Linked DNA regions of Gadus morhua: region 1 is linked to region 2. A link is a contact called in public Hi-C data. All regions are on one chromosome and are shown on one strand. Each heading gives the region's core, a stretch centred on a gene start, on an enhancer-like site or on the middle of the called end of the contact. The rest is flanking DNA. Distances are from core to core; before and after follow the strand shown. Region 1 holds the start of mtnr1aa (melatonin receptor 1A a). Region 2 holds the start of frg1 (FSHD region gene 1).

What was found. A called contact is a pair of places that touch in the nucleus more often than the background predicts.
Region 1: a Hi-C map of heart shows a contact between it and region 2, with 4 times the contacts expected there. The contact joins the promoter of mtnr1aa here to the promoter of frg1 in region 2. A contact is called at or near these places in 2 of 6 Hi-C or Micro-C datasets (gill and heart).

The regions. Positions count from the first base shown.
Region 1 is chr3:18,897,001-18,900,472 of gadMor3.0, forward strand. mtnr1aa (melatonin receptor 1A a) reads left to right here and starts at 1,363. Exons shown (of 2, transcript XM_030350916.1): 1 at 1,363-1,901. The coding sequence starts at 1,721.
Region 2 is chr3:18,642,416-18,645,981 of gadMor3.0, forward strand. frg1 (FSHD region gene 1) reads right to left here and starts at 2,131. Exons shown (of 9, transcript XM_030352403.1): 1 at 1,993-2,131; 2 at 1,569-1,636; 3 at 925-1,047; 4 at 58-115. The coding sequence starts at 2,051.

The DNA.
Region 1 (3,472 bases), core at 113-2,612, 250 kb after region 2:
TGAGCAGCGAGGAGGTTGTTGGATGGGCCATGAACGAGGTCGGTGACTTATCTCCCATTACCCCCCGCCCCTCCCCCAATATTAACCGGCAGCTCCACCATCATCTCCAACACCTTCACGTGGTTCTCCTGGGGCTCAGAACGGTAGTGACATGAAGGTAGGGGGAGCGCCCCCCCTCCATCATAGAGGCACTCAATCGCATTGTTGACCCCGCCCCTCCCCACAGGAGGAGAGTAATGGCATCTGATATGTGTGTGTGTGTGTTATTGTTATTAATCCTGTTATTCCATGGTCAGATATGGTAATGGTCTATACTCTTATTTTCATAACGGTCAATTATGTGTGGTAAAGAGGAGCGTTTAATCGTTTTTAAGCCAAATTTTCTAAGAGGGGAACTGCTATTTAAGAAATTATTTCTATATTTATGAATTGTATTTCACTTACAGATCAGCCCAACGACTAAGAGGCTGCAAGGTTTTATCGGTGCGCTCCTTGTGTGTGTGTGTGTGTGGGGGGTGCTGTTGGCGTCCCTTTCTGTTAGCCCACCCCTTCTTCTCCTTCACTGCAGTGCTGACCTAGATACCGTGGGCTATGTTTAATTGACAATAGCGAATTATCCATTGTCTATAACCGGGGGGGGGGGGGGTATTCGATATTCGAGTTATTTTTCCCATTGCAAGACACAATTGTGCTAAAAGTGAACGCAGCAATATATAATATATATATATATATATATACAATATATAAAACTGCTATCTGATTTAATTATTGTTATTGATAGTAGTATAGACATCTTGTTTGTGTGGTTGTGAAAATGAATGGGAGTGATAGTGATTACCATACAATTGATCCCTAAACATCCACAGGAAAAGCGCATCACAGCTCGACATGCAAGTCTGTTTATTTGTAATATCATCCAAATTGTTTGTTACCAACAAACTAAGAGTGTCAAATGTCCAGTCTCTACAACAAGGCTAATCCTGAAGAAATCAATCCTCAAAGATGTGTTCTGAACAGGGAAAAGTTCGAATCTCGAATGGTAAACGAAAATGGATCATACATCCTTGTCCTCTTCTGAAACTTAAACAAAGGATGCTCCTGTAAATGTGCGAATAAAATGATCGAATTGTTCGAATTTGATTACATCGAACAAGCTTACATTTAATCTTTCCTACAAAGTGACAAGTGGAAAAAACATAAATAAACACATAGCCTATAATGTAAATGAACGTTAGTAATAAAATGCGTGCATATGACTAGTAAATTATCACAAGTTCAGCATAATCCTTGAATGAACAAACGTGCGTAAAGAGAACGCGCGGTATGGCTTGTTGTTCCATGCGCCTTTACGCGTCACAGCCACCAAGCGACAGTATTTGCCAGAGTAGAACCTCCTCGTCTCCGGGTACTTAATCACATGTTGGAGGGTGGAAAATCGTAGCTCAATGTCCCATACATACCAAACAAAGTGATGGCTCGGGCACTCTGCAAAAGTACAGACGCTTATGGTAAAGACGCAGAGAGAGAGGCAGAAGTTATTTCTCGCAGATCCAACGCAGGAGCATCTCTCAAATAGTCCAAGAAGGGAAGATTAGCGATGCCGGAGAACACATCCCCGGTGTCTCCACCATATAGTTTATGTCATAATTTGTTTGTTTTTCACGCGCAGATTGTTAGTTTTACTGAGTGAGTTCCGCGTAAATTCCGCGTAATATATACAATGGTTATAAATGGGTCTCATCTGAACAGCTCTCAGGACCCCAATGGCCACGCACTGAATCGCCCACCGTGGGTCACTACAACTTTGGGCTGCTTCCTCATATTCACCATCGTAGTTGACATCTTGGGCAACCTTTTGGTAATTTTCTCGGTGTATCGGAACAAGAAGCTGCGAAACGCAGGTGAGTGTGACTTTAGTCCACTGTGCATGCGGACCAACTTCTGCCTATGTCGTTAATGTGAAATGTTCATGAGAAATGGCTTGTTAAGGAACTTTCATGTGTTTATCTGCTTTATCCAAAAGTAGGATGCTTCACTGAGATGTGGTTGATTTATATTCAACATTGGTATTTGTAAGGTACCTCCTCTCATGGTCAAATGCAATCTTTGGAGGTATAGCGGTTGTCTTTCTAGCCTCCATTAAATTGGCCAAATCAATAATAATGTCCCCAACATTGCAATTTAATGGAACTAGACATTTTGAAAATTAAACAATAATGAGAAACAAAACAAGGGGACTTTTCTTCTCACTGTAACGCAGAGCAACATTCCAAGACAGGTTGATAGTCATCGGTATATACGATGTGTTGTTGCAGAATTATTTCCCTTTTTAATATTTAATTGCTACGCCCCCCTCGGCTCTATGGTTTGATCCATTTCTACTATTCTGGGTTAATGACTGGGATTATATCAATGTCTCTGCTGGATCAGTGACGAGGACGCATTCAACTTGTCCCGCGTCATTTGAGCGTGACAGTAGCTGTTTCGGTTTTGGTCTACTACAGATATGAGCTTACTCGTGATTTAACAGTCTCGGGCTGAAAAAGTGCGCAGAACAGAAAGCCCAGTTGGGTTTATAAACCCGCGTCCGTCTCGCCGCTCCTGACATTCTCACTCTAAACTCAAAGTGACTGCTGGCTGATGACGCGTCATAGCTGCCTCGCCTGCAAAGCCCCGAGTAGAAAGATGTGATAAATACAAAGTCTAGCTGTCGTCTCCGATATCCTCGAAATCCATCGTGAAGTTGAAAATGAAATCAGGCAAATACATCGTTTTACACATTTTTTTTAATGTAGCCTATCTGTCAACATGCTTATGCACTGAGATATCATTATTGCGCCTTCCTGGGCTTTTCTAGCGTCATAGGTTTATGATAATCCCTCCATTTGATAAAACAGACATCCAACTGCAATAGCTGCCCTCGATTCTGGTCTTTTAATAGTGATGATGTGCACATCACAGTTGTAGCCCCGCTGTTACATAAGTACAATGTTGAGTAGTGGACTCAGAGCGTGTGTGTGTGTGTGTGTGTGTGTGTGTGTGTGTGTGTGTGTGTGTGTGTGTGTGTGTGTGTGTGTGTGTGTGTGTGTGTGTGTGTGTGTGTGTGTGTGTGTCAGGGCCGTTGCACCAAATCCTGGGCCCCTATACACGAGGTACTGATGCCCCCCCCCCCCTCGATTGTTGAGGGGGGGGGGGGGGGGGGATAGAACGATTGTTGACGGGGGGGGGTAGAACGATTGTTGGGGGGGGGGGAGAGACGAGGCCATGTGCGACTCCTAACACTATGGGCTGGTGGATAATTCAATTTTTTTTTTTTTTTTTGCCATGGGCCCCCCCTCTGCCTTGGGCCCCCCCACGACTGCCTCACTTTCCGCCGCAGTCCAGTGTGTGTGTGTGTGTGTGTGTGTGTGTGTGTGTGTGTGTGTGTGTGTGTTTGATTTTTTCACCTGTTGAAAACCTTATTGATCAACTG
Region 2 (3,566 bases), core at 881-3,380:
GGCGGCGGTTTACAGAGACTCCCAGGCGGTGGCCTCTCTCCAGCGTATGTTACTCACCTACTGTCTGACAGCTTGATGGCAGTGAACTGCTCAGGGGGATCGGGCCCTTCATCCTCTACAACACACACCAACAGGCAGAAGTTCAATGACATTGAACTCCAGTTTGCCCTGTTGAAATACTTTAAAACTACTAAACTTAAATCTACTTTCGCAGTGGATAGCTTTGAAATGGGCATTTCAACTTCAATAAAGTCATCATATTAACGGGCCAAGACTCTTTTTAAATCAATTATCTTTCTTTACAAATACGTTTAGTTATAATTTGTATTTAGCTGGCTACGGGTTGCACAATGATATTTTGTACAGTAAAAACGTTTTTTTATGGGCTCAGTCAAGAACTGCTGTTTACCACTTTGCAAATGTGGAATATGGTTCCCTTCTTAATGGCCAATATAGTCTGCCAGTAGTGGGGCATTCATTATGCTGAGGTAATATGGAAATTGTGTTTTCAAAAGCTGGTGGGCAGCATCATCTCATCCTTTCTGACGCACAAGATGAAATCAAAGAATTATCCATTTTCTTTCTTCTCCTTGGGGGCATTTTTATCCACCGAGTGGTTCCTATTGGAAACAGCATGACCTTGCAGGAAATGAGCATCACACATGCAAAGTGTGTGGGCGCTACCGAGGGAATTGGTATGTATCAATATGCCAGGCCTTTTCACTGCTAATAATAAACACGTGGGGATGAATGATGAATCTATTACTTTATACTGTGAATCTCTAAGGTTGTTGTTTTTCTAATGTCCAGAGTCACTGCGCCTTGTGGTCTGACGTATTATCGAAAACTCTAAAAGAAGGGTAAATGTTCAAAGTGAGAGCAGGGAGAACAGTTGGGAGAAGAGCACTTCCATGGACTCCTTACCGTTGTGAGGTGCGCCGAGTGTGAAGAGGCCATTATCCATGGCGTGGATGTACGTGTTGCGCTGCATCTCTATGGCAACCGTTCCACTCATTTCTCCAAAGCTACTGACAACCCACCAACCCCCTGTTGAGAACAACATCATTGCTTTTAAACATACATAATGTTAAACAACTGTCAATCAGTGGACAGATTTCCCTGGGTAACCAAATCTTATCAACTCTGTCAATCTTTTAGCAAGCATTGAGCATACACTTTGATCCCAAGTGCCTGCTCTAGGATGCCTATATGTAGGTTGACTGTGGACACTGGGGATCGAACCCAGGACCTTTAAGCTTAGAGTGTAACAGCCTTGTCCCAACACTAGCCCGCCCCTTTCCTCTTCAGTAGTTCTCCTTATCCCTGTTATGACAGTATGGCTGAACTTGCTCTACAGTGAACCCTTACATGAGATGGCTGTATAGTGGTAGTTATACTGTGACCACTGACATTCAAACAACATTTTTAATCTAACTTCAAAAATATAGAATGAGAGATGAAAGAGAGCGTAAACAAAAGAAAAACATTCTCCTACTTGGCTTTTCAAATAATGTGTGGAAAAAGAGATGAAAGGCTGATCAACGAAGGGGAGCAGCGAAAATACATACCAACTATGTCGGGTTTTTCTTCTTCCGTTTCCAGTTTCTTCTTCTTATCTTTATTCTTCTTTTTCTTACTGCAAAACAAGCAAAATGTAGGCCAACATTAAGTTTCAATGTAACTTGTAACCATGCTGTATGGTTGTTGTCTTTCTGAAACGAAACCTTTAGCCTCACGAGCAACGCAACAACACATCGTTGCAAATACAACGATATATATATATATATATATAAATATATATATAAAAAACATGCAAAAGTTGCTATAATTCCTAAATATCCTAGACACAATACAACTCGGGTTTAAATTACAACTAGTAAAACGATCTATGGCTAGCCCTGGACGACAAAAGCTAATTGTGGTTAGATCATATTAAACATTGACTCTTTTTGATTACAATGACCATGTTTCATCAAATTGTACAGCTCTTACCCCTTACTCGCTCCTTTCAAAACTAATTTAGTTATTTTTACTCGAGAGTAGTCAGCCATGGTGCTAGCTTTCTACGGTTACACGGCGCTGAAATCCGTAAACACTGGTGTGGGATGTACGGCACCAGTAGAGGCACAAACTGAACGAAAACGCACTAGTGTAATTGTGAAGGTAGTACGACGCATCGAAGTTCCTTCTTGTCATGGTGTCTAGTTAATTTTACTTTGGTTTTATTTCTGTGCTATACCCATATCGCAAGATCATAGTTTTTCTCAGCCTCTGTGTAATATTTGGACTATTTTACTTTGTAATTAAAGGAAATATTCTGTTGTATCAAATGGCTTAATGTCAAGAACATTAATGGAGTGGAGTGGGGACTTATTTGTACATTTTTTGTGTCTGTATTGGTGTGTCTGTACATATTTAAAATGTATTATTAATATAATTGCTTAAAGTTCTTCAACAAGCCATGGCAATTTTTCATTTAATCTAAAGCCTATTTTATGCAAATTCATGTTAAAAATGAGAGTCTTGGATAAATACATCACACAGTACTTTAAGCACAAGGCCTAGCTGGAAAAATACGTACTTAGTATTGTGATCTCTTATGTCCTTTGTGTCTTTTATGTCCTTGTTAGTATGCCTTCCTCTGCCTATCAATTATATCCGCACCATTAGCTTACCTTTGTACCGAGAAAAACATCCTCCTCCTTGTGTTTTCGATCCATGACAAAATTAGAAGAAACACACTCAACCTTATCAATGCAAAATGGCCCTGTTATTCCACATTTCCATACCTGCCATGACATTATTTGTGTACTGACATAAATCATAAATGAGAAGGTATTCAAAGGTTATGAGGTTAATTCTCATGGTGATTGCGTCAGAAAGTGACCTTCATTTGAGGTCACTTCCTCCCCCACTTCCTCTCCAGCAGGTGACCCCTGCGGTCAACGTTAATGCAGGTTGAAGCAGGGTGTCAGTGTGCAGGAGGCGTCCTCTTTAATACCAGCTTGTGGTGACACCGTACACATTGCAGTGTGGCAGGCACACATTCTCTGTGATAATCAGCCTTATTCACCTAAAGTAGCATCCATATTGGTTCTAAACGCTAGCTGGTATGCAGTTCAGTCAGTTTTACTTGCTTACTTGAATATGGCCCATTGCGTTGTTATGTGTACGGTTTGTGCGGCATTATTCATGTTCTCAGTTGGGGCAGGATGCAAGAGGCTTTGATGGATCGATAGAATTTTTGAGTCATCTCCCGTTTTGTAACTACAAGCTTGTATGTAACTACAAGATAAATTTGGTGAAACTTGGCAGGCAGATAGATGTCGATTCCAGAAGCGGACAGAGTACACAGCTTCCTTACTTGAGTAAAAGTACAGATACCCCTTGCTAAATTTAATTAAAAGTACTACAGTCAGATGTCTAGTTAAGTAAAAGTACTGAAGTACTTGTTTTTAAAAGTACTTGAGTATCAAGAGTATTAGAGTACATGTTCTAAATACTGCATTACTACTGCCACAGTGCTTACATTTATGTAAAAAAACGTCCTACATGGAGTTATGAAA